6 separate regions of the Mus musculus genome follow, and regions 2, 3, 4, 5 and 6 are each linked to region 1. The links are chromatin contacts, called in public ChIA-PET, HiChIP or PLAC-seq and promoter capture Hi-C maps. All regions are on one chromosome and are shown on one strand. Each heading gives the region's core, a stretch centred on a gene start, on an enhancer-like site or on the middle of the called end of the contact. The rest is flanking DNA. Distances are from core to core; before and after follow the strand shown. Region 1 holds the start of Ghdc (GH3 domain containing). Region 2 holds the start of Cntd1 (cyclin N-terminal domain containing 1). Region 3 holds the start of Ezh1 (enhancer of zeste 1 polycomb repressive complex 2 subunit). Region 4 holds the start of Tubg1 (tubulin, gamma 1). Region 5 holds the start of Coasy (Coenzyme A synthase). Region 6 overlaps Acly (ATP citrate lyase).

Region 1 (5,037 bases), core at 1,459-3,958:
AATAAATCTTGAAAAATAAAAAAAGAAACAATATTTAGCCAGGTGGTGGTGGTGCATGTCTTTAGTCCTAGCATTCAGGAGGCACAGGCAGGTGGATCTCTAAATTTGAGGCCAGCCTGTTCTACAGAGGGAGTCTCAGGACAGCCAAGGCTACACAGAGAAACCCTGCTTCATAAAACAACAATAGCAATATAATATTTAATTTGAGGAGAAAAAAAGAACTTAAGCTGGGATTCACAGGGACTGGAAATATAGCTAACTTGGTAAAGTTTTTGCCTAGAATATTAAAGCCATAAATTCCAACTCAACACTGCATTAAACTGGGCGTGGTGGCCTGACGGTAATCCCAGCTCTCTGGAAGTATTGGCAGGAGGATCAAGAATTCAAAGTTGGACTAGAGAGATGGCTCAGTGGTTAAGAGCACTGACTGTTCTCCCAGAGGTCCTGAGTTCAATTCCCAGCAACCACATGGTGACTCACAGCCATGGGAGTAATGGGATTCGATGCCCCCTTCTGGTTGTCTGAAAACAGCTAAGATGTACTCATATACATTAAATAAATAAACTTTTAAAAAAAAATAAAGAATTCAAAGTCAGTATTAGCTATCTATCAAGTTCAAAGTCATCCTGAACTAACACCATGATTCAAAAAAGGGGGGAGGGGGGCGGGCAGGAAGGGGGTTAGGAGGAGTGGCTGGAGAGCCCTCAGCACTTACTGCCATTTCAGAAGGCCAAGTCTTCTTTCATCCCTGTTAGGTGGCTCACAAGCATCTGTGACACACACACACACACACACACACACACACACACACACTAAAAAGAAATATTTCAGGGCTAGCACTGGCTGCTCTTCCAAAGGACCAACGTTCAATTCCCAGCACCCACATGGCAGCTCACAAACTGTAACTCCAGTTCCAGGAGATCTAAGCCTCACACACAGAGACACACACAGGTAAAATATCAAAGCACTTAAAATAAGAAATAAGGGATTAGGGGACAATGTTGTGAAATCACAAAGAACCAATAAAAAAATGTTTAAAAACAAAATAAATATTTCAAGTAGGTTTTGGTTTTTTAATTAATTTGTGTATTTGGTTTTGCTTTTCTGAGATAAAGTCAGTAAATTCAGACACACCAATTACCAGGAAAATTTGATTGACCCATATATGACAAACTGCTGTAAGCCATCCTACTTAAGGACCTGCCATAGTATAACTGACTGTGTCAGCTTGTCTGTAGAAGGGGGTGGGTTGCAGTCTGTCTGTCTGTATGTATGTCTGTCTTGGAGGTTTCTTAGCAGATTGCCTATGGCACACACTGCATTCAGGTTTAAGGCCACCTAGGTGGAAGTCATTTTCTTTAACTAATTTTGTGGAGATTTACAGACTGGGGACAACTTTGGATATTTGTTTGTTGATGTTTTGTTATTCTTTTATTTATTTTATTTGAGGCAGGGACTCTCTATATAGCCCTGGCTGTCCTGGAACTTACTGTGTAGATCAGGTTGGCCTTGAACTCATAGAGCTCCTTCTACCTCTGCCTCTGAACGTGGAGATTAAAAGTATGCACCACAAGGTCTTATTCACAAGCTATTATTTACCCTGTAAGGCAGCACCTGCTATGTAGCCCACACTGGCCGCTGACTTAGTGGAGCCATTCCTCTTCCCCAGCCTCTCCCAAATGCAGGGATTGCAGATGCATTATGTAGAATGGGTTTTTGGTTTGTTTATTTGGTTTTGTGGTTTTTTTTTTTTGTTGGTGGTGGTGGTGGTGTTTTTTTAAGATATGGGGCTGGAGAGATGGCTCAGTGGTTAAGAGCACTGACTGCTCTTCAGAGGTCCTGAGTTCAAATCCCAGAAACCACATGGTGGTTCACAACCATCTGTAATGAGATCTGATGCACTCTTCTGGGGTGTTTGAAGACAGCTCCAGTGTACTCATATAAAATAAATAAATTTTCAAAAGGTGAGGAGGGAGGCAAACATCCCTTTCCAAAAAGAAAGAAAGAAAGAAAGAAAGAAAGAAAGAGAGAGAGAGAGAGAGAGAAAGAAAGAGAGAGAAAGAAAGAAAGAAAGAAAGAAAGAAAGAAAGAAAGAAAGAAAGAAAGAAAGAAAGAAAAGACGTGTAGCTCAGACTGGCCTTGAACTTGTTATGTAGCTGTAGCTGTGGGTGACCTTGTCCTCTTTTGGGTGGGGGGTGTGGAGATGGAACAGGACCTTTCTCTTTCTTTCTCTCTCTCTCTCTCCTTCTCTTTCTTTTTTTGGTTTTTCGAGACAGGGTTTCTCTGTGTAGCCCTGGCTGTCCTGGAACTCACTCTGTAGACCAGGCTGGCCACGAACTCAGAAATCCACCTGCCTCTGCCTCCTGAGTGCTGGGATCAAAGGTGTGCACCACCACTGCCCGGCTGACCTTGACCTCTTGCTGGCACATACCCTAGGGCTGCAACAACTAGTCTGCACGACCACACCTCGGCAGCTGTGGTTTTTACTTGAGTCTGAATCTGCTCCTGAATGGAAAGCAAGCACTCTTTCCACACACACCTCCCTGTCTTTCTCGACGATCTTGCCACCCTGGCCTTAACTCCCTCCATCTGCCAACCTGAGCCAGCAACTCAACAAGTTACCTTTTAGGTAACTTGTTCCTTTAAGAACATTCCGCCCCACCCCCGGGTCCTCCCAGTCAGGCCGGATTTCCTGCCCAAGCCCTGCCTTTTAAAGTCATCACTTCAACTTTCAGGACTGCGACCAGACACACTGAGGGACCCTGAGGGGTCCCGGGGTGCTGAAAGTAAGCAGAAATAGGCTGTGACAGGTGTATATATATACCCAGGGCTCTACTGGGAAACGGGACCAGGGCAGGGAAGATCCTGAGAGAAAGCAAAGTCACTTGGGAGTGGGTAAAAATGTCACGCCCAGCCCTCTCCTCTTACGAAGGAGGGAGGAGCTGTCAGAGCTGTTCTTCTAGCTCGAGAAGCAAGGATGCCAGTTAGTAGGATGCCAGATTCTTTTTGGTTTTTCGAGACAGGGTTTCTCTGTGTAGCCCTGGCTGTCCTGGAACTCACTCTGTAGACCAGGCTGGCCTCGAACTCAGAAATCCACCTGCCTCTGCCTCCCGAGTGCTGGGATTAAAGGCGTGCGCCACCACGCCCGGCCAGGGTGCCAGATTCTTGAGGGTCTCTCTTCCATATTGCCTGCCTAACAGGGCCCTGGCTTCCTACCACCGTCGTCTCCTTCCTCTGTTTTCTGTATGCGGCGGAGTGTGTGGGAAGACATGGTTATCCCCCTCACACCCCATTCCATTCCATTCCTCTCCCAGGAGCTCCTTGGAGATGCTTCTGCTGTGGCTGCTGCTGCTGCTGCTCCTCCTCGTGCCCCTGCTGGCCATACTCTGGCAGCAGAGGTCTCGGGGTGCCAGGCCATGCTGGCTGATCAGTCTCCAACACCGAGTGGCCTGGGGGATGCTGGGCTGGGCAGCCGCCTGGCAGCAGTGGAGACTAGACCGGAGCACGTTGAATGTGGGCCAGAGCCAGCAGCAGGCCCTCATGTGGTGTCTGAAGAAAGCCCAGGGCTCCTGCTGTCTCCCCAGGGAGGACACAGGTGTGTTTCTGGCACCTGGGGGAGGTGACCCAAGGAGAGAAAATAGCCCACAAGGCAGTCAGATTCTAGAACTCAAGGGCCCCTTCATTTACCACCAATATGATGTGGCCTGGTGCAGAGCCCTACCATGGCTTACAACCTGACACCTATTAGGATGGGTTTTCCTTTGCTGGGCCCTGGTCTAGCCTTCACCTCATTTCCCAGGCCCTTTCTGGGTTCCTTTCTCAAGGCTCTCCACAGTCTTCTCACTTCCTGAGGAGTTTCTGATTTTTTTTGGGGGGGGGGTCTACAGATATGAGAACCTTCCGGAATCATCTTCCACTGACCCAAACCAGCCACACTCAGGAGCAAGAAAGTGAAGAGACGCTCCCATCCCCTGCCTCCCCCCAGTACCATGGAGACGCCTCTTTGCAGGTAAACAGAGGTACCTCCACCTCACAACAGCAGACCCCTCCCAAAAGGAGGTACAAAGAAGGCCCGCTATGGTAGCTGGGGTCTGGTTCTAAGGTCTGAATGACAGGCCCTCCTGTCTCCCTCCAGGCCACCCTGCTGGGTCTAATAACCCTAAACAAGGCCTACCCAGAAGCGCTGGCTCCAGGAAGTACTGCCTGTGTGACCCCTACATCGCCATGGCCCTGCTCTGTCCCCTGGCTTGGGCACGCCCTGGGCCGGGTAAGCCCCGATGGAGCCAAGGACCCCCGGACCCTGCTGCTGGAGGCATTGATATCCCCGGGGCTGAGGGTACTTGAGGCAAGGACTGCAGTGGAGCTCCTGGATGTCTTTGTGGGCTTGGAGGCTGATGGTGAAGAACTGGCTGAGGCCATAGCAGCTGGGATTCTGGGAACGCTTCTCCCCAAACGAGCCGCTGAGCTGAAGGAGGCCCTAGAGCAGGGACCCCGAGGATTGGCCCGCCGGCTCTGGCCAAAGCTGCAGGTGGTGGTGACTCTGGACTCAGGAGGACAGGCAGAAGCTGTGGCTGCCCTTAGGGTCCTGTGGTGCCAAGGGCTAGCCTTCTTCTCTCCTGCTTATGCTGCCTCAGGAGGTCAGCTTGATGCGGGGGGGGATTGGATGGATGCAGGTGGGGCTGGGGGCAGATGTCATACAGCTAGCTACCATGCATTGAGGCACATACACTTACCTTCTTCAACCCTCCTCAGTGCCTGGGATGGTATGGGTTACTAGCTCTGACTAACAGCCGAGCACACTAAGGTTCACTGAGACAAAGTGTCTCAGGCAGACTCAGGTGGTACCAGGATTTGTTTCCACCTCTGATCCCTGCCAGAACCACAGCCTCTCTGCCTGCTTCTGCTCAGTCAAGACCAGGAAAGAGCAGGCTGGCCCTGGGGGTGGTCTCCAGAGAGGTTGAATCAGGAGGGCCAGGTGCTTAGAGGAGCCGGGCCTGCTGTCCCGAGTGAGGCGTTACTTTCTGCTGTTGCCTGGCA
Region 2 (5,037 bases), core at 904-3,403, 510 kb before region 1:
GGAGAGAGAGAGAGAGAGAGAGAGAGAGAGAGAGACAGAGAGAGAGAGACAGACAGAGAGAGAGAGAGAGAGAGAGAGAGAGAGAGAGAGAGAGAGAATACACTACATTCTTGCAAAGAGCACGTTGGGTCCCCTGGAAGTAGAGTTACAGGTGGTTGTGAGCCTGCCTGTGTGGATGCTGGAAACTAAACCTGGGTCCTCTGTAAAAGTAGCAAGTGCAGTGCGTTTGCCTGCCGACATCCGTCCTGTCCTGGGTCACTGCCGAGCCACCATTTGCAGCTCATTGCATTGACTCTTTAGCTCTGCCTCTTCCTCGTTCCAGTTCCCTGAGCACTAAATGTTTCCCAAGGAATTGTCAATGACCTGCTTCTCTTCCCTCCTCCTGGGCGTATCATGGGAATGATTTAAAAGCCTTTCTTGCTAGTTCTAAAACAGTCTGCTATTAACCTTCTTCTGGGTGTTCTTCACAGATCTTAAACTTAGTAGATCCAAATCAAAACAACTGCCCCCAAACAAACATCACATTTCCTTATTCTTGCACTGTGTGTAAGTGCTGCTCCAAATGGCACCACGAGGCTGCCAGTCTCTGAGGCTCAGCCCTTTGACAGTCATCTTTCCCATCTTCATCTCTTAAACGAAAAACTCAGATTTTTAGATTTTGCCTCTGAGCTGTTTTAAATCCACTCTTGCCTTCCTCTCTGTCATCACTCTGACTACACACAGGCTCCCCTAGCTCACCTCCCAACTCAACTCCAGCCTTTAGACCACATACAAAATCATTTTTACCAGGGGGAAAATGACAGCCACATTGGCCCCCTCATTTACATTTCAGTGGCTTCGCTCAGCAGAGATGGCTTAGCAGTTAAGAGCACTGGCAGGTCTTCCAGAAAACCTGGGTTCAATTCCCAGCACCCACATCAGGTGGCTCACAACTGCCTATAATTCTCAATTCTTCTTTTTTCCTGCTAAAACAAGTATAAAGTTCTCTCCCCTGACAGACATTCAGACCTCTGCTTGGAATGTCTCCAAACTACTTTCCTGGCCTTACTCTCTATTGCTTCTCCATATGCTCTGGTCAACCTGGACAACTAAACCCTCCGCTCCCAGCCTCCCTCTTGTTTTCCCAAGTTTTATTCATGGTATCATTCAATCCCTGGACCTCATCTTACCACTCCTTTAAATTCTCATAGTAGCTTGTATTCTCTGTGTCAATCACTCTAACCGTTATTTGTATCCACTTGCTCATATGTTAACAATTCCCACCTAAAGACTACATAGTTTGAGAGCAATGGCTAGATTGCAGTTCCCTCTTTCTATACCAGGCAATGTAAATGATAAGCACTCTAAACACGTTTATGGAAAGAAGAGTAAAGGGGGCTGGTGGTGGAGAGATGGCTCAAGCAGTTAGAAGCACTGGCTACCCTTCTAGAGGACCAGGGTTCAATTCCCAGCACCCATATGGCAGCTCACAGCTGTCTATAACCTCAGTTTCAGGTGATTGGATACCCTCATACAGACATACATTAATTTTAAAAGGGGGGGGACTCCCCATGATGCCGTGTGCTTTTAATCCCAGCATCTGGGAGTCAGAACATCTGTCAATTCCAGGCCAGCCTAAGCTACAGAGAGTGTTCCAGGTCATGACTCCACAGTGAGACTTTGTCTTTAAAAATAAAAATAAAAAAAGGCACGTGGGGAGTGGTGCAGGGAAGTGGGGGTTAAGAAATAAAAAAAAGAGTGCTAGTAAGCCTCGTTCATCGCTTATAAGCCCCACGACCTCGCACAACAAGAGTACTAGCAAAATATTTGAGTGAAAAACAAAGATCAACGCTCCCCTGCCTCCCGTAAACCTGACTCCCCACTCTGCATCCACACCCACGATCCGGGTCTCCCTGAAGCTGCCCGTCCGTCCCGCAGCCTCCTTCACGGCTTGCTCGTTCTGCTGGGCCAAGTGAAGCAGGGCGTTTTCGATAGTCTCTGTGGTAACCACTCCGAACTGAAAGTCACTACAGTTCACCAGCCTGGGCCTCAAGGGTCCTTCCATATTCATAAGTCTTTCGGAGTACTTGGACAGTTTACGGGATCCATAAACTGGCCTCCTTAGCTTATTTCCAGAATCTTCTGCCACACCTTGGATTCTTCCTTCCCTTTCTATATGTTTGCCCTCGCTTCGAATCTGAGAAAAAACATAATGTCCACCACGGCTTCGAACGGTCAACAGCTTTTCGCGCCCCAACTGACACAGAGAGCTCAGCCAATCAGAAAGCAGGGCGCTTTTCACCTTTCCTGTCCCTCCTCTAGGGCGGAGAGACCCTGCCTCTACCCAGAAAACTCCACGTGGACTACAGCTCCCAGAGTTCCTTGCTGAAGTCAAAGACTACAATTCCTGGCGAGTTCCGGGCTTGACGGCTTAGGGCGGAGCAGCAACATGGCGGCCCCTGGAGCTGGTGACCCTCTGAATGCTAAGAATGGAAATGCTCCATTCGCTCAGCGCATCGACCCGTCGCGGGAGAAATTGACCCCAGCGCAGTTGCAGTTTATGCGGCAGGTGCAACTTGCCCAGTGGCAGAAAACACTGCCACAGCGGCGGACCCGGAACATCATGACCGGCCTGGGCATCGGGGCCCTGGTGTTAGCTATTTGTATCCGTCCTGGCTATACCGCATATGGGGTTAGGGAAAAGGGAACAAGACGTGTAGCTTTTAATGTGCGGGCAAATGAGGTTCATGCCTAATCTTACTATATATACGCAGCGCGTATTGGCTTAGTAATAACAATTGGTTAAGGGTTCAAAAGGAGCAAAAGGGTGGCAATCCAAAATCATTAATTTGGGAAAACAGCAAGGGTGGCTAGACGAAAGGAATGCCCATGTGCTTTGTGGTTTCCTGAACCCACTCCGTCAGATGGTTACACCTTCTACTCGGTGGCCCAAGAGCGTTTCCTTGATGAGCTGGAAGATGAAGCCAAAGCTGCCCGAGCCCGTGCTCTTGAGAGAGAGCGAGCTTCGGGACCCTAACTGTATGGACCATCTTCAAACTGCTGGATCCCCTGTATATGTTGAATGATGCCTGGTGGTCTTACAGCATCACTGGCACACTAACGTCGGACTGTGTGATTGAGCCCAAGAAGCCAGAGACTATGCATTTGGCCGCTGCCAAGGGGGGGATTGCTCACTTCACGTGCAGTTTGTCCAGTTACTCAGCCCTTTTTATTTCCTTGTTTGAGAGGTATGCAACCTTGCCTTTACCCAAACTTTGTGGTTTACCCCTTCACCTCCCAGGGGCCCCGACTCTTAAGGGGGAGGGTGTGGCTTAACTGCAGCGTTGGAACCTTAAAGTGGGAAAGATAGGGTCAAGTTAAAGTAATAAAATGAGTCATGTCTCCCGAAGCCAAGCTAGTGTGTGGGGGCAGAGAGACATATGGCACTTCACGCTGGAAAGCTCCCTGGCACTAGCTGCAGCGGTGGCATTGCCCCAGGGAGCTGTAAATGTTTAACTAGAATTACTTTTTCCGTGAGATCTTTCCACCTGATTTAAGGGAGAGATTACTGGACTGTTTGAGACTGACCCAGGTCTTAGGGGGTAGAAGAAGGTCACTCTTCTGTTCTCTGCCTTCAAGAACAGACTCTTAATGGCACGGGCCTTTTCCTGTCTCTAGCTTGGTAGGTGAAGGATGAGCAAGGAGTAACTTCATTCTTTTAACATTTACTGGTACCTGCCTATACAGGCCTAGGGTGGGGTCTGGAGGGGATCATGCCTTGGCCATTGGATCATTTGGTCATGTAGTTTCCTCATGACCTGGTGGCAAAAAGCCAGAAAGCTGGGCCGCTTCCATCCTGCCTTCCATTGTGAGAGGAGAATGGCTTCGAGTTCCTCACCCTTCTTGCCTGCTTCACAAGTCTTTGTCCCCCACCCCGTCCCTAAGGCATGACAGATACAGACCCACAGCCTTTCTCCTCAGTATTTTTATTGGTTGCTGTTGACTTTGGTGGCAGGAGCACAGCCCCTCCACTCTCCCAGCTGGAAGTTGGCCTTCCGCAAGCATCTGGACTCGGATTGCTTAGTGGTCAGCCCTTGCCTGGGGAGGGCAGGTGGGGTAGGCTACAGAAATGAGATTTCCACACAGCAAAGAGAACCCGCAAGGTTTTGACTCTTCAGGATACAACACAACGCACTCTCCGTGCCCACGGGCCTTCTACCCACTCAGTGCTGGGGTGTTCTTTGCTGAGTTGAGTTGGTCACAAAAAACATCAGATTCTGAGAGGCCATGGGCCATGGTGGGGCCCTGGTGTTGGGGAGACATAGGACTTCTGGTCTGAATTCACTGGAGGGGAAAAGAAAAATGCTGAAGCAATGTCCAAAGAAGAGGAAGGCAGAGCTGCTGCCAGCCACCATGCCCTCGGCTCTCCCTTCCTTGGGCCCGCCCCTCACCATCCTGCCAATATCCCCGGCGAATGTCACCCCCTTGCTTGCCCGCTGCTCCTGGGAGCCGGTGCTGCTGCCACTCAGAGAGTTCCTTCGCATGATGCCTGGGAGCAGGATGAGGGAGGGAGAACGCTAAGTGGAGGGAGGGGCAGCGAGGAGGGGGGCCTAGTCCCCCAGAACCAAGGGGTAGACCACCAGGGCCTGGAAGAAGACCGTGCCGATGGGGAAGGAGTCTCAAGGAAAAGGGGTCTCACCAGGACCAGGGAGATCAGAGCGCTGCAGGCTGTTGCGGCGGGAGGTGGGAAAGCTGCCCTTCGAGAGGCGGCGCTGGCGGCAGGACAGCATAGCAGCTGGAGCTACAATACCAGGTGGGGGCTGTTTCCCAAGCCGGCTGTATAAGTCCTCGATTTCCTTCTTCTGTAGTGTCTGTAGTGCCTCCACTTCCGACAAGTGCCTGAGGATGCACGGGCGGGCAGGAAAAGGCTAGTCAAACACTCTGTTCTCTCTGGTTCACCTCCAGCTCTGCCATTGTTCCCAGACTCACTTCTGCCGAAGGTTCTGCAGCTCAGCCCAGAATTCCTCGTCTTCCCCGCTGCTCTCCGACTCCTCACTG
Region 3 (5,037 bases), core at 1,646-4,145, 460 kb before region 1:
TTTCTTTGACCTCAGTCTCATGTTTTTGTCGCAGTTGTATCCGGTCAAGCACCTGACCTTCTCCAGGCAAGGTGAGGCTGGCCCTTTAGCCCACCCCAGTGAATCAATAGAAGCTTATTCCTCTTTGTTGGGGAAAATGTCTGATCTCTTTGGTCAGTGCTGAGACCTTTCTGCTCCTGAACTGAAATCCAGGAAACCTCTGCCTGTGTTCTTGCACCTTTGGCTCAATCTTATTTCTATCACTTCAGAGATTCTGTCTCTGGCAACACTTCACTAATTATAAATGCAATGCAGTGGGTCTCAAACTTGGCTACATTCTATAATTACTTCAAATGTTTTTACAACGCCGAAAGCCCAGGCTGTCCCTTAGATTGATTAAACATTATAAGGGAATGCCGAGCAATGGTGGCACATACCTTTAATCTCAGTACTTGGAAGGCAAGAGGAAGGCAGATCTCTGAATTTGAGGCTAGTCTGGTCTACAGAGTGAGCTCCAGGACAGCCAAGGTTACAGAGAAGAAAAAAGACCCAAAACAGCATAAAGGAATACTTAAGTTAATTGGTTATTGGACAAATAGATACAAGAGGAAAACAATAAAATGGCTTTTTTGCTTTTAAACTTATTATTATTATTATTATTATTATTATTATTATTTTTTTTTTTTGGTTTTTTGAGACAGGGTTTCTCTGTGTAGCCCTGGCTGTCCTGGAACTCACTTTGTAGACCAGGCTGGCCTCGAACTCAGAAATACACCTGCCTCTGCCTCCCAAATGTTGGGATTAAAGGAATGTGCCACCACGTCCGGCTTAAATTTATTATTATCATTATTATTACTACTACTAGCAGCAGCAGCAGCAGTGGGTGTGCGTGGGTGGGTGGGAGTGCCATGGCCACTTTTGAGGTCCCAGGATTAACTTTGTAGAGTTGCTTTTCTCCTTTCACTTTTGTGTAGATTGTGGGGATTAAGCCTAGGTCACCAGGTCACCAGGCTTGCACAGAAAGCACCTTTACTTTGAGCCAGCTCATTGGCCTAGAAACCCAAAGGTTGGTTTTCCTCTCTCTCTTTTTCTTTTCTTTCTTCTGTCCTTCCCTCCCTCCCTTCCTCCCATCCCTCCTTCCTTTCTGTATTCATTTATTGAGACAGAGTTTCATTATGTAGCTCTGGCTGTCCTGGAACTAACTGTAGACCAGGCTGGCCTCGAACTCATAAAAATCTACCTACCTATTGATAGGTTATTTCTCTGCTGCCGGTGAAATGAGCCAATTCAAGCCAGATTATATTAATTAAAGGCAGTTTTGTTAGGAAGCTGCTCTCTGCCCTCAAGGATTGTGGCTAGGGGAGTTGCCATGGGGAAGTGGGGCTAGGGAGGAAGAGGGAAAGAGAGAAAGGAAAAGAGAAAGGGAGGGAGGAGAGAGAGAGAGAGAGAGAGAGAGAGAGAGAGAGAGAGAGAGATTGAGCGCGCGAGCAGAGCCGGATAGCGCCAGCATGAGAAATGTCTGGATTATACAGGGAAGAACCTCTCTGGAGAAACAGCAGCCCAGCCCCTGGGCTGGAAAGTTCAGGGTTGGGGGCAGGGTATGCCAGGTAGGAACTGAAGGGTTGCTGGGAGAACTTGGAGGCCAGGTCCACTTTGATATGTAAAATATGCACCTCAGTCCCTTTTCTGCAGACACCTGCCTCTGCCTCTGCCTCCAAAGTGCTGGGATTAAAGATGTGTGCCACCACTATACCTACCTCCAAAGTTTTTGATAAAAGGAAAAGAATAGTGGAGGCTGGAGAGATGGTACAGTGGATAAGAACAAAGGCGACTTTAAAAAGGACCAAGATTTGATCTTCAGCACCTACATGGTACCTCACTACGGTTAGCAACTCCAGTCCCAGGGGATCTGATGGCCTCTTTTGGCCTCCAAGTATGCCCACAAACACATGGTACAGATACATACACCCAGGCACACACACACACACACACACACACACACACACACACACTAAAACAAACAAATGCATCGTTAAAAAATAACTAAAAGTCCGGGGAGTGGTGGTGCATGCCTTTAATCCCAGCACTTGGGAGGCAGAGGCAGGCAGATTTCCGAGTTTGAGGCCAGCCTGGTCTACAAAATGAGTTCCAGGACAGCCAGTGCTACACAGAGAAACCCTGTCTCGAAAAAAACAAAAACAAAACGAAAACGAAAAACCACCCCCCCCAAAAAAACAAAAAACCAAAACCAAAAACCACCATAGCATGTATTAAAACACACATACGCAAATAAATAAATAATAAAATATTTTGAAAAAAAGAACCTGTTCGTTTCTGATGATGGATATTTCTTGCCTCTATAGTTACTATTCCCTTTTTGTAATATTAAGTATCTTGTGGAGAGGTTTAAAAAATATTCTCGAGGGCTGGAGAGATGGCTCAGCGGTTAAGAGCGCCGACTGCTTTTCTGAAGGTCGTGAGTTCAAATCCCAGCAACCACATGATGGCTCACAACCATCCGTAATGATATCTGATGCCCTCTTCTGGGGTGTCTGAAGACAGCTACAGTGTACTTACATATAATAAATAAATAAATAAATATTAAAACAATATTCTCAAGCCGGGCGTGGTGGCGCACACCTTTGATCCCAGCACTTGGGAGGCAGAGGCAGGCTGTCTTCCAAAATTTGACTTGTAAGTTGTCTAAACACGGTTGGCAATGGTGCGCTGCTGAATAAAGTCTTCAAGAAGAGATCTGTGGCTCCAGGATGACTTTTCTCTGACAGCGCCACCTAGGAAAGTGTCGGACTAGAGCTACATCACCTTAGCGAAAACACACACCTGCGAAGACCGCAGCCCAGGTGATCCACCCTCAGAGTGCGCACGCGCACGGAGGGGAGGCGCGGGGCGTGGCCGCGGCGCAGGGGCGTGGCCGTAGCGCGCAGGCGTCCTAGTGGCGGGTGGCTGCGTCTCAGGATGGAGGGTGAGTGAGTAAACAAGACGGGGCTGGGCGGTGGGGCCGGGCCTGGGCTTGGCGTGACGCTTGAACCTCAGGGCTGGGGAGGCGAAGAAATGAGGAAACTGAGGGCCACACCATTGCCTGACCCGGGGTAGCGCGAAGCCTGTCGTCCCGAGTGTGGTGGGACCCGGGGCGACAGCGCGTGCGAGCTGCGGGGGGCCGCGTGGCGGAGGGGGCGCGGCGGGGGCGGACCCGGCTGGTGGCCCGTGCCAACGTGGGTGGGCCTTGGCGTCTGCCAGGGGACCCTGACTCTTGTAAGCGGGAGGGCCAGAGGCCCGGGTGGCTCGGGCTCGCAGAGGCTTTGAGTGATGTTGAGGAAGGGGTGGCCAGGCCGAGATGCCCGCCAAGTGTGAGAGGTTCTTAAGACGCCCAAGTGTCAGGGTCGAGATTCCCGGGGTCGCGCGGCACCTCCTCAACATTTTGCTCCCGGACCTTGTCGCTGGTCTAACTCGCCTCACTTTAGTTCCGGGTTTGAGTGAGGATTTGTCTTCAAACTGTGACTGTCTCTCCCGTCCCCAGAATTCCCAGAAACGATATGTAAATGAACGCATCCCGAAGTAAAAGGGAAGGTGCTATATTTGGGACATAACTTGTCAGGAAGTAGATGTGAGACAAAGCTTTAAGAGAATTTTTTTTGGGGGCGTGTTTCGAGACAGGGTTTCTCTGTGTAGCCTGACTGTCCTGGAACTCACTCTGTAGACCAGGCTGGCCTCGAACTCAGAAATCCGCCTGCCTCTGACTCCCAGTGCTGGGATTAAAGGAGTGCACCACCACGCCTGGCGAGAATTGTTAAGATTTAGTTGTTTGGGTTTTTGTTGTTGTTGTTGTTGTTTGTTTGTTTGTTTTTAATGTGTGTGCACTCTATGTATGGATGGTTCCAGGGACATCGAATCCCTTGGTACTAGAGTTAAGGATGCTTACATACCACCATGTGGGAGCAGGGAACTGAGCCAGTCCTTGTTGTTTGCAAGAGCAACAAGTGTTCTTAACCGCTGAGCAGGCTTTTCACCATGTGGGACGAGCTTACTTTGGTCAAAGTGACCACTGAGATGATGTAGGTGGTGGGGCACAAGGAAGAGAATGGAAATAGATTAGATGGAGGTTAGTGTTGGAGGTGTGGGTAAACTGATTAGCCAAAGTATGGAACCTATGCCTTGGGAAACAGAGCCAAGGATCACAAAGAATTGGATATGTACAGGGAGGACATTGAAAATGTAGAGACTTTTGGGGTACATTTGCTACATGATATCTCAGAATAAGAAATCTTCAGCCCAATGAATATTTTTGTTGATTTTGGTCTCTGCATAGCACCTGGCTATCTTTGAACTCTCCCTGTACACCAGGCAGGCCTTGAACTCACAGGATCCTCAGGCCTCTACCTCTTGGGATTAAAAGGTATGACTCACCCTCCACCCAAAGATTTTAAGACGAGGAAAGGACATTGGATGTCTTTCCAGCCTGAGAAGGTTTGACCGCTGCCCCAGTCTTTTGATTTTTGAGAAACCTGTTTTCAGCCTTGGAAACCCAGTTGTGGCTCTGAAGGGAGATAACCAGCTCACATAGGAGTGAATGCATGTTAGGAGAGAAGACCTTAATCACATAAACAGGATGCTAGTTGTGATGTTGCAGCCTTAGAATCCCAGAACTCCGTTAATGGAATTAGGAGGCTTAGGAGTTCAAGGCCAGCCTTTTCAAGGTCAGCCTGGTCTAAATGAAACTCTGTGTCAAAACAACCACAAAAGTATGTAAACCTGGAAGAACCATCTGTAAAAAGGAAACATCTGAGGGGATGTGGCGCACACACCCTTCTAAAGCCTTCTGTGGATGTTCTGACTCATGTCTAACCGAAGAGTCTGGTTTTTATTGAATGATAATGGATGGTCCCCAACAAAACTTTATGCTGATGTAGTTCATAATCAGCTAGGGCAGGGCCCTGCCTATAGCAGGCTAATGTGGTTGTATATCTTCAAGGCAGCTCTCTTCCACTGGTCCTGGAAATTTAAAAAAAAAAAAAAAGCATCCCCGGAGAAAACCAAATC
Region 4 (5,037 bases), core at 1,650-4,149, 350 kb before region 1:
AATGAGTTGGTCTTGAATCTAATAGGTAGCTTTTAAAAAATTATCATCATTGTGTGCGCGCGTGTGCACACCACTATGTACCCGCAGGGTCAGAGCACAACTTTTTGGAGTCAGTTCTCTCTGTCACGGGTCTTACGGATCAACCTCAGGTTGTCAAGCTTGAATACGAGCATCGTTACCTGCTCAGCCATCTCAATGGTTGAAAACAGGGAATAATTTCTAAATGGTATTGCTCCACATTGACCAGCTCCACTGATACTCCTGGGACACTCACCTCTAGACTGTCACTGCCATCTGCCTCCCGATCTATGATGTCAAAAATGTCCTCGTGGATTTTTTCTCCCTGGACAGATGTGAAGAAGGGTGAGGTGGGACAGAGCATGGGACAGGAGCTGACCTCAGAGTAGTCACCCATGCATACGTATAGGCATATGAGCATTCTATGTGTGTGCCTGCACGACAGAAGACAGCATCACTCAGAAGAGTGCATTGGCTCCCATGACAGATGATGGTGAGCAACCGTGTGGTTGCTGGGAATTGCACTCCAGACCTCTGTGCTCTTAACCGCTGAGACATCTCTCTCAGCCCTCCACCCTTGATTCTTACATGCACCATAGCTGCCTTGCTCTGCACTCAAGAGTTACTACAACATTGGTTACTTTAAAACCCAACCAAGGTGATTTGGTCACATATAGTTTTGAATCACTAGAATCCAGGACCTTGCTTATGCTAGGAAGGGCTCTGTATTTTATTTTCTATTTATTTATTTTGTTTTTTTCAAGACAGAGTTTCTCTGTATAGTGCTGGCTGTCTTGGAACTCACTCTGTAGACCAGGCTGGCCTCAAACTCAGAAATCTGCCTGCCTCTGCTTCTGCCTCCCAAATGCTGGGATTGAAGGCATGTACCATCACTGCCCAACTTATTTTATTTTTTTGAGACAGGGTTTCATGTATCCAAGGCTAGCATCAAATTCTCTGCTTAGCTGAGGATAACCTTGACATTCTGCGTCTCCTGTGTCTATTGCCAGTACGGACCACTCTGCCCAGTTTTATGCAGTGTTAAGGACTGAAGCCAGGGCTTCGAACATACTAGACCAGTATCCTCCCAACTGAACTACATGTCCAGCCATCTCTACCACTGTAGCTCATGCCCACCTAGTCATCTGACTTCAGGAAGATTTATCTGTTTCCTCACTAAAAGTAAAACACAGGTCCACACTTCGCCATTTAATATCCACAGGACCAGATATTTTTAGAAATCAAAATTCTTCAGGTTCTGAAAGGTAGTTTTGGGCATACAATCATAAATTGCATATTAGCTGGGCAATGGCGGAGCACACCTTTAACCTCGCCATTTAGGAGGCAGAGGCAGGTGGATCTCTGTTTGAGGCCAGCCTGGTCTACAAAGTGAGTTCCAGGACAGCCAAGGCTAAGTAGAGAAACTTTCTCAAAATAAATAAATATTCATATTTAACAAAAAGATCACGTCAAGGCTGTGGATGTGATGCATAGCTCAGCAATCTAAGTTTGTCTAGTATGTGATGTTTAGCACATTCCTAGAACCTGCCAAATAAACAGTACTGATACAGCCGTGGAGCTTGGAGGTGTGTTATCAGACATTTCTACAGTGAGAGGCCTGAGTGCTGACAATAAGGTAACGAGATACATCAACATAGCCTTCCTTCTCCATTGCGCATTGGTTTTGCTAAGTGAAGTTTGAAATATCTTTGATTTCAGAGTTTTGTTTTGAGTCTGAAGAAGTAGATAAAATATCATAAACCCATGGTACTTACTTCTAGGGTTAGTCAGAGGTTTACAAAGATAACACAGAAAGTATTTAAATGGCCTGCAACAAAGCACTAGCTAGACTGCGTCCTTAGCGTTCCAGTTAGCTCCTGGAGCCATGGCTATCTTACTCAGCACTCGAACATCTCTGACCTAGTTTCATCTGTAGAAAAACCACAGGGCCTGTGCCCACCCACAGAGTTGAGAGCCCTTCAGGGGAACAGCAAATGACCTGGGAGAATCCGCTGGCCCAGTTGTTGCCAGCTCCTCCGCCATGCTCCGACAGGTAGATGTTCTCTGGGTTGTAGAGCTTAGCATAGGAGGAGTTTAGGATGGAATGGATCACCCGGGGCTCCAGGTCCAGCAGCACAGCCCGGGGGATGTAGTGCTCATCATCTGCCTGTCAGAGGGAAGCCAGGATGGGTCAAGTCCTGAAGCCTCCCAACTCTGGCTCCTGCAGGCTCTCCCTCAAGATAGCCACTCTGTTCCCATCCATCCACTCAGAGTTTCCCAGCACCAGATCGCGCTGCCAGTCCCGCCAGGGTCCTGGTCAAGTCACTTGGGGGAGCACCTGGTAGAAAAAGACGTCCTTTCGGTCAGTGCCCTCCGTGGCGAACTCTTCTACGATGCCCTCGGGACTGATGCCATGCTCGGCACATAGCTGTTTCCAGAACTCGAACCCAACTAAGAGAGGGAGGCGGAAGGTGAAGAAAAAAGATACGTGAGTCTGGGTAGGTTCCAAATAGCCAGTGGGGGATTTGAACGCCTGGGTCTAGGGATCTAGATTAGCCTTGGGACTCCCTAGTGTCTAGGCCAATGACTGGACAGGGGAAGGTCCATTGGCTTTAGGCAGTTGGGCACAGGGTTGGGAATCGCCTTTGTGGGGGAGAACTAGGATTCTGCAGACAGACCGAAGCTATGACCTTATTGCGAGGGCCTCTTGCACCTAAGGAACCTGGGAGGCAGAGGGTCTGGGAGGTTCGCTCACTCTGATTGCCGCACTGGCCCAACTGTAGGGTGATGATTTCTCTCGGCATCGCTCCTCAGACATCGGCGTTGCAGTCTCTCCCGCCAGCAACACCGCCGACCGCTAGCGCGCTCGCCGGCAAGACGCAGGCGCCAGACAATGCGCTCCACCCCTAATCGTTCTCCGCTCCAATGGGAGCTGGGTTCTGCAGATGAAATTTCCTCCTTCATCGGGCTTCAGTCGTGCGAGTTGCGCGTGCGCGGCTCCGAATCGCGCTCAGCGCCGGGAACGCATTTCGACGCAGTGTTCTCTTCCGTCTGATGAATGCGCACCGGAGCGTCTGCGCATGCGCGCGTGGGCGTTCCGGCACTTGCCCCGCCCCGCCCCTTCTCCGCCCGGCCGCAGCCAAATCGTGCTTCTGCGCAGTCGGTGTTATTGTGACTCCCGGGCCGTGGCCCCGGATGTTGTGGCTGCTGAAGGGGAGATGGAGGAGGCTGAAGGGGTGGCCGCGGCCCCGGGTCCAGCTTCGGGGTTGGCTTTCAGGGGCCGCCGAGCTATGTCCGGCTCCTGGGAGCGCGACCAGCAGGTTGAGGCGGCGCAGCGGACCCTGGTGGAGGTGCTGGGCCCTTACGAGCCTCTGCTGAGCCGGGTGCAGGCAGCCCTGGTGTGGGAGCGGCCGGCCAGGAGCGCCCTGTGGTGCCTGGGGCTGAACGCGGCGTTCTGGTGAGACACCCGGACCCTCACTGACCCTACTAGGCGGGAATTCCTCAGGTTGTTCTGGGGGGGGGGGTGTCGATCTCTCACCTGCCCTGTCCTGCCTTCTTTCGTCGCCCTGGCTGCTTCTGATACTTGCCTGATAATGCTTCACTTTCCCCAGCATCCCGCCTGCCTCCAGGCTTTGGCACCCCGGGTGCTCGCAGGGCCTTCCTGGTCTTCTCCACTTGCCCCCACGACTCGCCAGAGAATCTGGTACCATCCCGTGTCGCTCGCAGTAAGCCGGGGTGCCTCTTGTTAGCGAGAGAAAGTGATTTCACTTCGAGACCATTTCCTCCGTTTCTCTTGCTTGCCCCAGGGTGGTGGTTCCGAGAGGTTTTAACTTAACGATGATGGGAGGAGAGGCAGAAGGGTATCCCTGGGTGTGAGGAGGAAAACAAGCTTGAGCCGGTTATCATGGATTATTAGCATGTTAGATACCGTCTCACCCAGTCAAGTTGGTGAAGTTTGTGTGGAGTTTCAGCTTGAAAGAAAAGTAGATGTATTAAGAAGGAAAAAATTAAAAAACAGTGGTGATCTTTCATCTGTTTCAGAGCCACTTAGGATTGCAACGCTTCCCCCCAAAAATTAGACCTTAGCTGTGGTTCAAGGAGTTTGAGGCTGTCTGAGAGCCGTTGAGTTCTCTTTCACTGGACAAGTGGCTTTATATTAAAGTGTGTGTTTCATTCTCTGGAAAAAATGAGAGCACCTAGGAGGAGTTTGGGCTTCATCGAGTCTACCAACCATGGTTTGGGTTTATTAATAACCATAGTACTGATCAAATTCCAAGGGAACTGACATATCACTGAGGCTTCTACAACCAGAAGAGATGAGACTCTTTGAATAAGCCTGTGTGTGTGTATGTGTATAGGGGTGTGGTCCTGAGATGGGGTGGTCGTGAGGAGTTGTGGGTACTTGTAGAGGCTAGAAGCATCAGATCCCCCTGGAGCTGGAGATAGGTGGGGGTTGCTGGGAACTGAACTTCTCTGGGAGAGCAGTATGTGCTCTTAGCCACCGAACCATCTCTCTAGCTCTGGAACACATTTCAAAGCTGCAACAGATTTGCTGGTCCTCAACAGTGTATTCTTTTTTGGCTCCAAATATCCTCTCCACAGAGCAGGCCTTGAACTTCTGACCTTCCTGCTCCCAGCTCCCGAGGATTGGGGCTATTGACACTGGCCACCATGCTGTACCATAGTGTTTACTTAGGCTAAGTCTGCGTTTAGAATCTTTCTCAGAACCCCTCTTGTGCTAAGTTGTGACTGATCCCTATCTCTGGCATTTCCGGGTAGTATGCCTGCTGTGTAGCCACAATGCAGGAGGTGGGGGAGAGATCCACCAAAGTGAGTGTGGCCTAAGACTTAAAAAACAATTGAGCTTGTCATTTATAGAGGGGACTCATACCTTGGGAGGGGTACAGATAGTATTAAAGTCCAAGCGGGTTAAAGTAGTCAGACATTGGCACTTATAGAATTGTTTTGGGAGAATGAATTTCTTTGAGGGCTAAACACAGTTCACTCCTCAGTAGTGTC
Region 5 (5,037 bases), core at 1,467-3,966, 310 kb before region 1:
TGGGTGACAAAGAAAGAAGGCTAAGCAAAGAGGTCACACCATCTTCTCACCTCAGGCCACTTCCAGCCTTCTCTGGCTAGTACCTGTTCCAAAGGCCTCCACCACAGGCTGGTAGGCAGGACCCCCAGGAGCATAGGCCCGATGGCCCAGATGGTCGCTGTCGATGATGTATGCTCCCAAGTTCTTCAGCCGCTGAGCTACCGAGCTTTTCCCAGAGCCACTGATGCCTGTGAGCCCGAGCACATAGAGACCTGACGGGAGCTCCGGCCTCTCCTAAAGACAGGTAAGAGGGAACCTCAGTGACCAGGGAGTTCAAAAGCCCAGCTTCCAGTGGAGGGCCTGTTTCTATCCTTCAGCATCTTACCACGCCCAACCAGCGAGGAGGAAGGCTTACATTTGGAGGCTGAAGCAGGTTTCCCAGGATTCGCTGGCGAAAGCTGGAGGAGCTGACCTTGTCCTCCTCATTTTCATTGTGACTCTGGTCCTTCAGCAGTTGTATCTGGTACAAAGCAAGTTCTTCTTTGCCCTGAGGTAAAGGGAGGAGGAGGAGGAGGAGGAAAGGAGTAAGAGCTAGGAGAAGGCATCTGGAGCCCCAGTCTCTCTACCTACCCCTCGCCTCCACAGACAAGTTCCTGAACTTGACAAGACAAGTTCTTCCACCCTGAACCCTCCCTTCCCTGCTCTGGGACCACAGCACTTCTCACGGGCCTCCCCCTCCCAGCCCCTCTGCCAGGCTCCTTCGGGAGTTACATTCTCAAGGCGGAAGCGGTTGACAGCCATCCCCCCACGGTAGGTCTCCTCGCTGACCACCAGGAACTCCAAGGTGGGGTCGGACCCAGCAGGCCCATAGGGATCCAGCAGGGGGACGAGTTCAAAGGTCAGGGAGGGCTTGATGTCCACCAGGAACTCAGTCAGATGCTCCACGCGCTCTGCATACGGCTGGAGCAGCTCGGGGAGCAACTTGCCTGAGGAAGGAGCGAGGAACGGTGAGATCTTTCCCCATTTGGGGAAGAGTGTCCCATAGCACTGAAATCCTCCCAAGCAGTGGCAGCAAGAAAGGGTGAGACAGGGACAGGTTTGGGGGTACAGAAGGGAAAACAAGCATCAGTCACTTTGAGAGCTGACGTGTACTCCAAGAACAAGTTAAGAAATGCCTACAGAGCAGCAGGACCAATAGGTATCAGTTGGTGGAGAACCCCCAAGAACTACTATATTCTTAGAGTCCCCTCACTGTTGATGGCAGTACTGGGTCACCCCCAATCATCTCCTATCCATTTATCTTCAGCGTTTCAAACCTCCGAGCCGATCACTTGGACAACCATGAAGTGCAGAGTCCTTGGTTCCCATTTGGGAAGTTCTGACTTCAGTTAAAAAGTGACTGAACCCCAGACTAAAGATACCACATGTATTCATTTAACAAACAAACGTCCCTTAGCAATAACAGAGTGTCAGACATTGTGGCATTTTGGAAGGTTGAGAAGTGGCCCTACCCTTCCTTGATCTTGGCATTGGGGAAGAACAAGAAAATGTGAAGGCTGCCTTCCATTGCCCTAGTCCAGGGTCCCTTCACTCACTCTTCAACAGATCTTTGTCAGCTACTCCCACCACAAGCTGCTCCTGGGCCAGTACACATGCAACACTGAGCAACACTTTGTGGGCATTGTGCAAGCGGTCAAAAGTGCCACCCACGGCCCCACGGTGGTAGCCACGCACAGGCTGCCTTGGAGATCTGGCAACCGGGGAAGCCGGCCTTATAGTAGAGGGTAAGAGGGCATTCGGGGGCTCCAAAGGCAGCTCTCCAGTTCCATAATCCGGATACAGCAACACAGAAGCCAGCTGTGGAGAACAGCTGTAACAACTGGTGGCATAACGCTCTAGCTGTTGTTTAACAGGGTTGTACTGGCTCCCGTCCAGGGTCTGGAAGTCCGTCAGAACCACTTCTGGAGGGTGGGCCAGATTCTGGACTGAGGACAGCACAGGGAGAAAGGTGCTCTTGGTTTGGATATTGGTCAGTAGAATTCTGACGTCCAGGTGCCTGTGCAGGTCGGCACCAGTGTAGAGGTGCGTGATGAAATCCAGAACCTCAAATGTGGCCTGCACAGGGCTGGCCTGAGGCTGAGCGGGTCCCCCCAGGTTCATGCCCGGCTGCAGGTGCACATAGAGGGTGTGATTCACCAGGCGGGACGCCGAGGTCAGGATGGGAGGCAGGCGTGCGGCCAGGGTGGCCAGCGGCGTTGTCAGCACCAGGAGGCCTGAGCGGAACACGGCCATGCTCTCCAGGCCTGCAGACAGTCAGGGAGACGAAGCGAGAATGACTAGGCAGGCTGAGGCCGAGGCCTGTAGGGGAACTCGGACTCAAGAGGGACCTGGAGCAGGGCAGGGGAGCGTTCGCTGATAGAAACCGGAATCCTGGCAGGGGGAACCCGCCAGGAACCCCTGAGTCATGGGACTGGGGCTTCAGGAATCCCAGCCCCTCTTGTTAGGCTGAACCGGCCATCTGCGAAGACTCGGAGGCGAGGGACTAGAGGGGACGCTGTGGCTCGGGCTGCTTCCCTACTCAGTGAGTTCTTGGGATTCTGCTTCTACTTACACCGCCGTGGAGGCGTCCTAGGCTGCAGCCCGGAAGCACTACCCACCAGCCTCAAAGCGTGGAGCTACGGGAACTCAGAGCAATCAAACAAAGCATCGCCGAGAGACTCCTGGGGCGGGGCGAGGCGGGGCGGGGCGGGGCGGGGCCGAGGGCAGAGGCTTCCGGGCTGAGCGAAACCCTGGCACCGAATCCACTTAGACGAAGCGAGCAGAGAGAGCTGCAAAGCCCTTTTCGCGGATTCCCAGTGTTGTTTGCTTCTTCCAGTTTGCCAGGAGGAGGTGGCAAAGCCAGGATCGGGAACAGTCGGATCGCTTTGCTGTGCTTGTTCTGAGCCAATGTTCCCAGCGATGCTACTAGATATCTCTACCCACATCCCCATTTCACACACAGGAAATTGGTTTTCTGAGTGTTTTGGGACACCTAGAGGCGAAGTCTGGTGCCTTCTATAGAATTCTTTGCGCGTCGTCTAACCCCGTGCTTAGGTTTGCAAGGATAGTTCATTAGCGCTTCGGGGATATCTGGCCCCGGGGTGGGGGAAAAGGAAGAAGACCTAGAGGTCCGGATTCGCGGAGAAGTTAGTGAGGACTGGAGAGTTAATAAATTTGGTAGTGGCGGACGTGAAGGGAAAGCCAGACGCCCATCAGAAAATATCTCAAATCCACGGAGATAGCGGAAAAAGGAAGCAAACTAGCCTCTAGATTCCTGTAAAGGGCCGAGCGCTGATGTGCGATCCCAGAACCATCGCTGCAAATTTGAGATCAGCCTGAATTATCTAGCAAGGCCCTGGACTGGGAAGGGCGGGAGTGCTGCAGCCAGACAGGAGGAGAGGAGACTCTTGTGCTGTGGTCCAGAAATCTGGCCTTGTAAAGTAACTAATTTGTTAAGGAATCAAGATTCTTGCAGGAGACAGTTCAAACTGGATTTTAGAGAGGCGTTTAAGGGAATCAAAACATGTGTTAGTCTTACATTTGGCACAGTTACATTTTGTATTTGTTTGTTTGTTTGTTTTGAAACAGAATCTTACCGTGTAGCCCACACAGTGTTGCTTTTAGTCAATGAGTGTCTATTTAGTGAACTGTTCTAGGTAAAAAGGAGAGAACAGAGAACAAAGTTCCCTGAAGTAGATGCGTGAAGGGGTTGGGATGGTGTCAATACATAATAAGTCCACAGTACATCTGGTGGTGATCAGACAGTAAAGAAGATTTATCAGATGGAAAGACCCAGGCTGGAGTGCAAGGGTTACTTTTTCAGGTTGGGTAGCTCAGGAAAACAGCAAAGACCTGACAAATCAATACAATCACAGACCAGGGAAAGTGAACCAGTTAAAAGACGGCAAGTGTAGGCACTGGTGACCCACACCTTTGATCTCAGCACTGGGGAGACAGAGGCAGGCAGAATCTGAGGCCAGCCTGGTCTACAGTTTCAGTTCTAGGACAGCCAGGGCTACAGAGAAACCTTGTCTCAAAAAAACAAACACAAAGAAACAACAACAAAAACAACTATCAATGAAGCTTTTAAGGAGGTCATGAGATCAGAAGGGTATACAGATGAAAAAGAGAAAGGATTCAGGTGCACATGGATAAAGCCCAGAGAACCCCATTCAGATATCCAGAACCCAGGTCTTCCCTTCGTGTCCTCTTGTAATGCCAGCACTAGGCAGACAGGGACCTAGGATCCTGGGGCCAAGGTGTTAGACTAGACAAGCTGGAATCATAGGCTCCAAGTCCAGTGAGACTCCGGGTCAACAAATAAGGAGCAACTCAAGATTCCTGACTTTAACTGTGGATCTCCACACATGCACACACACACACACACACACACACACCTGCCCATATACATGGGAACACATGATTATGTGTTAGTGGTGGGGACCACAAGCCTGGCCCTAGTTTCACAAGGAGAGGACAGAGAATTAGACATTTCAGTCATCCTTAGTAACATAGCAGTTTCAAGGCCAGCTATTCAACGCTATTCAACAAAAATCGGTGGTGGTTGTTAAAGCCTGTCCCAACTTGCTGGCTTATGGGTTAGAAGCTCTTACAGTTCAATCCAGAAGACCTGAGTTCAATCATTGAACCTTGTAGTGGGAGAGAGTACAAACTTGTCACCTGATCTCCGTACTCTGTGTGACTGCGACGATGGAATGTGTCCCCCTCCACATGATACATGATAATAATAATAAATAAATTTATTGGAAGGAAAAAAAAAACCCTTAGCCTAGCACCTTGGATATCAGCCCTCTTATCTTGACCCATGAAGATGCTGGCACTATTTCAAATGATTCTGAGAAGTGTGTGGTTGCACACATCTAAGGTCCCAGCACGCAGGAGGCAGAGGCAGGTGGGTCTTTATGAGTTACTGGCAACACAGGGCTACATAGTGAAACCCTGTCTTAAAACAAAACTCATTCTAAAATAAGAAAAAAGAGATGCTGGCTTAGATCTTTT
Region 6 (5,037 bases), core at 765-3,264, 270 kb after region 1:
AGCCTCTGTCCTATGGTCAGCTGCGCTAAGGCTCAAGATCAGAAGTCACTGCCCCGTGGTCCCCAGGGCGTCAGCTTTTTCCTCAGTGGAGAAGAGTGGGCCCAGCACTGTACCGGTTCAGTCACTGTACTGTGCTACCTGGGGACAGAGGGGTCCTCATTGAGAGGGCGTGACTCAGCTAGCCTGAAGGCCATAGTGGAAGTGTCACCCAGAGGGGACTTGAATGTTGACTGCACTTCCCTAGTGTCCCTCTCCTTGCCCTCTCCCCATACCCTGGTTCTTTGTCACGCCTGCTTCTGTTCTGCCCACTGGTGCTTTGCCTCTTTCGTTGGCTTTACTCCTGCTGTCTGCCATGACACAGTGACAGCACCGGAAGGCTTCTCTGTGGAACTGTCCCCTGTTTCTCCCCTCTCCCACCAAAGCCTCCCACCAGCAGTTCACTCAGACGCCTTGGTCATTTTCTTTAACAGATTCAGTCCCAAGTCCAAGATCCCTGCAAGGTAGGATGCCCCCACTGTGCCCCAACTCTGCGTGTGGCTTTGTTAGCGGGTCCCAGTTTCTCTGTGCTTCCTTTCTTCCCTGGTGGGTTGCAGTGCCGTGTAGTACATTTCCTGTCTCCACCTTGGTGTGCCCCCCCCCTCCCTGAGTCCTAGTCTTTGCTCTCTGTCCCTTCCCTCTCCTGCTTAGAATTTACCTGCCCCAGCACAGCAGTCTCTTCCCTGTGTGGCTGTCTCTGGCTCCTTTCCTTGGCGGGAGGTGGAGACAGAAGGAGCGAGAGCCAGCCCACAGCTCTGGGACTCAGGGGTGTCAGCAGGGATGGTCCTGGGGAAGAGGGTGCCATCAGCTGAAAGGGGAGCGGCAGAGAGCAGTTGATACCTCTGATCTGACTGCTGGCTGCTGTAGGGAAGGGACCGCACCTCCACCCTGACTCTCATCTGCATCTCCTCATCGCTTTGCTTCCGTGCCGCGACTTCAGCAACTTGAGTACCGCCAGCCGTGTGCGCCCCACCGCTCCTGACTCCAGAGCAGTGTAGGGTTCTCCCAGGTTTGATAGAAGAGCAGAGAAAGGTGGGAAGAGAGAAAGTAGGAAGGTCAGCTAGTATCTGTCTTTTTCAGGACCTGAAGGGGTGTGGTCTTTGGTGTCAGAGGTCACAGTTGACAGTGGACATTTCCAGTGCAGGTACACACACATCTCACACACACATTTGCCCATTGACCAAGCAGGTAGATCAGGTAGATTACTCAGTTACCTGTATCAGGACTTTCTTATGACTTGATTTTTTTCCAATACTGGGAACCAAACTCAGAGCCTCCTTGCATGCTGAGCAAACCACTATCCCACTGAGCTCTGCCTAGTGTATCTGACATTCACAGTTGTAAGGGCAAGAGAGTCTTCATCGATGACTGATCCCTAGAGAAGGTAGAAATATCTAAACAAAGACAGTGGCCCCCTCTGACTATCAGTTTTTGTTTCTAAGGCTTACTTTTTTTTTAATTATTTATTTTATGTATATGAATACACTGTGAACCTTCATGTGGTTGTTGGAAATTGAATATTAGGACCTCTGCTTGCTCTGGTCCACCCTGCTCACTCCAGTCAGTCCTGCTTGCTCTAGTAACTCCTCTGACTCCAGCCTAAAGACTTATTTATTATTATACATAAGTACACTGTAGCTGACTTCAGATGCATCAGAAGTTGCGTCAGGTCTCGCTACAGATGGTTGTGGGCCACCGTGTGGTTGCTGGGATTTGAACTCAGGACCTTCGGAAGAGCAGTCAGTGCTCTTACCCACTAAGCCATCTCGCCAGCCCCTAAGGCTTACTTTTAAGTATGTGGACTTGAGTGTATCTTAGCTGGGGTGGGGTGAGGAGTGATGGATGTGAGCGCAGGTGCCTTGGGAGAGCAGAAGAGGGTGTTGGATCCCTTGGTGCTGGAGCTCCAGGCAGTTGTATCTTTAGTAAGTAAGCCACCTGACATGGCTGCTAGGAAGGGAAGCCAGGTCCCCTGCAGGAGCACAACCAGCTCTTATCCCTGAGCCATCTCTCCAGCCCCTCTGCTAGCTCTTAATCCTTTCATTGTCTGCCTCCAGCGCGATCACGGTTTCCTGGAAGGCGAGGCCTTTGTGCTGATAGAGCAGCAACAGACAGACTCAGTCTCCAGGGAGCCCTCCTCCCCTAGGGGAAGCGGGCGGAGGCAGGCACCTTCATTTGGTCCTTAAGCTAGAGAAGAGAGAGGACAGGAAGGAGACCAGGTCATGGAGAGTGCCCTCCACTCTTAGTAGGGCCATTAAGGTTGGAGGGAGGGGAGGGGCTTCCTGCTACTGATGCCAGTGGCCCTCTTGGCTTTGCTTTCTCTCTGCTTAAGGAGGTAAGCACTTGAACTCTGACTTTAAAGCAGGAGGTGTGGGTGGGCATCGTCCTTATCTCTGAAGATGGGTTTCTATGTAGCATGGCACTTGGACTCAGTGGGGGCTCCCCTGGGAATGTCAGAGCCTCACTACTTTATGGCCTCCTTTATCACACGACTGTGTTTTTGTCAAGTCTGTAATCCTGGCTCTCCAAGGTGACCCAGGACCACCATCTATGTGGATATCTGTTTCAATTTCCTGGGCTAGAAAGGATGAGACTGGATTATGTGGCAGCTCTTACTCTAAGGTTCCACGTCTTATAGGAACCCCGGGATGACAGTAAATCTAGGTGTTCACGAATCAAGAGCCTTCTGACTCTTGCAGTAAGAGGCTTACTGCTGGCCTGCAGGAGGATTTATTCAGACCTTGATCTTGGCTAGCCAAGCGTGCCGTAGTACAGTAGGTTAATATCAGAGGCCTCTGGGTGAGATGCATTGCTCTCCCTAGGGGAGCACAGAATGTCCCCCAATGGCTGGTTTCCTTCCCTAGGTCATTCGGGGAGTTGAAAGGGGAAGACAATCGAGGGACCTTTCCCTTCTGGCTAGTGGCTGCATTCCTGTAGCCTCTTTGTACCATCATAGCCTTTTCCCTGTTATTCAATGAGGGTTTTGCACTCTGTAGACCACTGCCTACTTCTGTCTCCCCGGTTCTGGGATTAAAAATGTGAACCACCATGCCCAGCCTGCTCGGTTCATTAAAGTCTTCCCTGCTATTAGAAAGCCTGTCTCAAGAGGATTGTTCTGAGCAGCCAAGAGACACTTGGGAGATAAGGAGGGTGGGAGAATGGGTCTAGGGATTCGGGTGAGGGCCCTGTGGCCCTGTGCTGGCTTGTGTTGAGATAAGGCTGGGCTAGCCTCAGCCCTGGCTGCCTCAAGCCTCTGTACAGGACCCCTACTGACCTAGAATTTGTGTGTATTTAAATGCTGATTGTTGCTGGGTTTCTCTCTAGTTTACAGGCTGATTAATACTGTTGGGACTATAAAGTCCTCAGCAAAACAGGAAGGGGTAAACTTTTTTTCTTGTGCCTCTAAAAATAATTTATTAAGGGTGGAGGTGGTGGCATGAGCCTTTAATCCCAGCATTTGGGAAGCAGAGGCAGATCTCTGAGTTCAAGGCCAGCTTAGTCTACAAGAGTGAATTCCAGGTCAGAGCTGCACAAGAAAATCCTGTTTTAAAAAAACATTAATAATAATTAATAATTTTTAAAAATTGAGCCAGGCATGGTGACTCATACCTCCAATTCCAGCAGGCAAAAAGCTGAGACTGAGAGATTGTCACAGATTAAGGTATAGTGAGTTCCAGGCAGTCTGGGTTACATAAAAACTGAAAGTAAAGGGAGAAGAGCTGGTGGTGTGTTATGAGCCTGCAGTACCAACAGTTAGGAAGGAGAGGCAAGATCAGGAGTCTAAGGTTGTCCTTAGCTACATGGTGAGTTCAAGGCCAGCCCCAGTTACATGAAATCCTGCTTAAAAACCAGCAGCTGGGGCTCGAAGTAAGGCTCAGAGGTTAACGGCACTTACAGATCTTGCAGAGGACTTGGTTAGTTCCCAGCACTGATGTGGCAGATGGCTCACATCTGCTCATAACTAGTTCTGGAGGATCCGATTCCATTTTCTGGTCTCCACAGGCATTGCACAAGGAGTACACAATAAACATACATGTAGCCAGAACACTTATACACGCATTAAAAATAAATAAAAATTAAAAAATTGTTGCGTGTGGTGACGTATGCCTTTTTTCCCAGCACTTGGGCGGCAGAGGCAGGCACATCTCTGTGATGTTGCTGTCAACCTGGTCTGTACAGCATGGTGCTTGTCAGCCAGAGCTACATAGTGAGTCTCTGTCTCAAAAAGACAAACAAGAGACCGGAGAGATGGCTCCGCTTAAGAGCACTGGCTGGTTTTCTAGAGGACCTGAGTCTAATTCCCAGAACCCACATGACTGTGCACAACCAGCTGTTAGCTCCAGTTTCAGGGGATTCGACGCCCTCTCTGGCTTCCGTGGGCACCAGGCAAACGTGATTTACAGACATACCTAAGAGACAAAACACCTATACATGTAAGAGAAATTAATTAATTAATGACAAATTTGAAACAAAAGAATGACAAATACCTTATTGAGTATGCAGACCACGGAGTACGTTATGGAGGACTCCTGAATCTGTAGCGTAGCTGGGACACTTAGCTTGCCCTGTGAGAACTCTCAGGCATCTTCCGCCGTGGGCCCTTTTCTGTCTGAGGACTCCTTCTCTGTTCACCGTGGGACTATTCTCTGGCCACGCGGGTCTCGTTAGACAGTTGTCATTCCGTCTGCTGCTTCCTTCTAGAAAAACTGAGGCAAGTCTCTCAGGATTTATTATCTTAACCCTTCGTTTGCTGCTCTGAAGAACTTCCAAACTGGACGTGTAGCCTAGGGGTTCAGGAAGGGAGCCCCGTGGATCTTCCTAAGGTGTGTGTTCTGGGTGCACTTGCTGTGTCTTTGCCCACTAGGAAAGAGTGCCACCCTCTTCAGCCGACATACCAAGGCCATCGTGTGGGGCATGCAGACCCGGGCTGTGCAGGGCATGCTGGACTTTGACTACGTGTGTTCCCGAGACGAGCCCTCAGTGGCTGCCATGGTCTACCCTTTC

What was found. ChIA-PET counts read pairs in DNA pulled down with a chosen protein or histone mark. HiChIP or PLAC-seq counts read pairs in DNA pulled down with a chosen protein or histone mark. Capture Hi-C pulls out chosen DNA fragments and counts their contacts.
Region 2: a promoter capture Hi-C map of liver shows a contact between it and region 1, with 4 times the contacts expected there. The contact joins the promoter of Cntd1 here to the promoter of Ghdc in region 1. A contact is called at or near these places in 1 of 39 promoter capture datasets (liver) and 1 of 9 other capture datasets (liver).
Region 3: a contact with region 1 is called in an RNA polymerase II ChIA-PET map of memory CD8 T cells, with 6 read pairs. The contact joins the promoter of Ezh1 here to the promoter of Ghdc in region 1. A contact is called at or near these places in 2 of 39 promoter capture datasets (both in liver) and 2 of 115 datasets of contacts at active chromatin or transcription factors (embryonic stem cells and memory CD8 T cells).
Region 4: a promoter capture Hi-C map of adipose tissue shows a contact between it and region 1. The contact joins the promoter of Tubg1 here to the promoter of Ghdc in region 1. A contact is called at or near these places in 3 of 39 promoter capture datasets (embryonic stem cells, liver and pre-B cells), 1 of 15 datasets of contacts at CTCF or cohesin (the NIH/3T3 cell line), 1 of 484 Hi-C or Micro-C datasets (B cells), 1 of 115 datasets of contacts at active chromatin or transcription factors (pancreatic cancer cells) and 1 of 9 other capture datasets (adipose tissue).
Region 5: an H3K27ac HiChIP or PLAC-seq map of microglia shows a contact between it and region 1, with 6 times the contacts expected there. The contact joins the promoter of Coasy here to the promoter of Ghdc in region 1. A contact is called at or near these places in 16 of 39 promoter capture datasets (the 3T3-L1 cell line, the C10 cell line, cranial neural crest and 9 more), 7 of 484 Hi-C or Micro-C datasets (CD4 T cells, CD8 T cells, embryonic stem cells and 4 more), 14 of 115 datasets of contacts at active chromatin or transcription factors (the 230-238 cell line, bone marrow-derived macrophages, embryonic forebrain and 9 more) and 5 of 9 other capture datasets (adipose tissue, embryonic stem cells, liver and 2 more).
Region 6: a contact with region 1 is called in an H3K27ac HiChIP or PLAC-seq map of embryonic stem cells, with 6 read pairs. The contact joins the enhancer-like site here to the promoter of Ghdc in region 1. A contact is called at or near these places in 5 of 39 promoter capture datasets (hippocampal neurons, liver, neutrophils and 1 more), 1 of 115 datasets of contacts at active chromatin or transcription factors (embryonic stem cells) and 1 of 9 other capture datasets (liver).

Annotation. Positions count from the first base shown.
Region 1 is chr11:100,768,628-100,773,664 of GRCm38.p6, reverse strand. It overlaps Ghdc (GH3 domain containing), which reads left to right and starts at 2,708. Exons shown (of 9, transcript NM_031871.1): 1 at 2,708-2,786; 2 at 3,315-3,595; 3 at 3,888-4,009; 4 at 4,136-4,637. The coding sequence starts at 3,328.
Region 2 is chr11:101,276,319-101,281,355 of GRCm38.p6, reverse strand. It overlaps Cntd1 (cyclin N-terminal domain containing 1), which reads right to left and starts at 2,153. Exons shown (of 7, transcript NM_026562.2): 1 at 1,876-2,153. The coding sequence starts at 2,050. Coa3 (cytochrome C oxidase assembly factor 3) reads left to right here and starts at 2,408. Exons shown (of 2, transcript NM_026618.2): 1 at 2,408-2,642; 2 at 2,904-3,386. The coding sequence starts at 2,429. The coding sequence ends at 3,016. Wnk4 (WNK lysine deficient protein kinase 4) reads right to left here. Exons shown (of 19, transcript NM_175638.3): 16 at 4,969-5,037; 17 at 4,679-4,878; 18 at 4,431-4,528; 19 at 3,947-4,323. The coding sequence ends at 4,321.
Region 3 is chr11:101,224,321-101,229,357 of GRCm38.p6, reverse strand. It overlaps Ezh1 (enhancer of zeste 1 polycomb repressive complex 2 subunit), which reads left to right and starts at 2,895. Exons shown (of 21, transcript NM_007970.3): 1 at 2,895-2,962.
Region 4 is chr11:101,117,979-101,123,015 of GRCm38.p6, reverse strand. Tubg1 (tubulin, gamma 1) reads right to left here and starts at 2,899. Exons shown (of 11, transcript NM_134024.3): 1 at 2,774-2,899; 2 at 2,357-2,469; 3 at 2,018-2,185; 4 at 275-343. The coding sequence starts at 2,822. It overlaps Retreg3 (reticulophagy regulator family member 3), which reads left to right and starts at 3,175. Exons shown (of 9, transcript NM_026501.3): 1 at 3,175-3,475. The coding sequence starts at 3,237.
Region 5 is chr11:101,080,244-101,085,280 of GRCm38.p6, reverse strand. Coasy (Coenzyme A synthase) reads right to left here and starts at 2,716. Exons shown (of 10, transcript NM_001305982.1): 1 at 2,591-2,716; 2 at 1,575-2,282; 3 at 751-965; 4 at 395-526; 5 at 84-273. The coding sequence starts at 2,271. It overlaps Hsd17b1 (hydroxysteroid (17-beta) dehydrogenase 1), which reads right to left. Exons shown (of 6, transcript NM_010475.2): 6 at 4,754-5,037. The coding sequence ends at 5,027.
Region 6 is chr11:100,498,623-100,503,659 of GRCm38.p6, reverse strand. Acly (ATP citrate lyase) reads left to right here. Exons shown (of 28, transcript NM_134037.3): 14 at 4,898-5,037. Among named protein-coding and RNA genes, the nearest start is that of Mir7116, 23 kb to the right of the region's middle. Within about 2 kb of position 2,014, at least 33 of the 459 cell types and tissues checked have an H3K27ac peak or open chromatin away from gene starts, as enhancers often do. A contact at or near this core is called in embryonic stem cells, where this site is marked.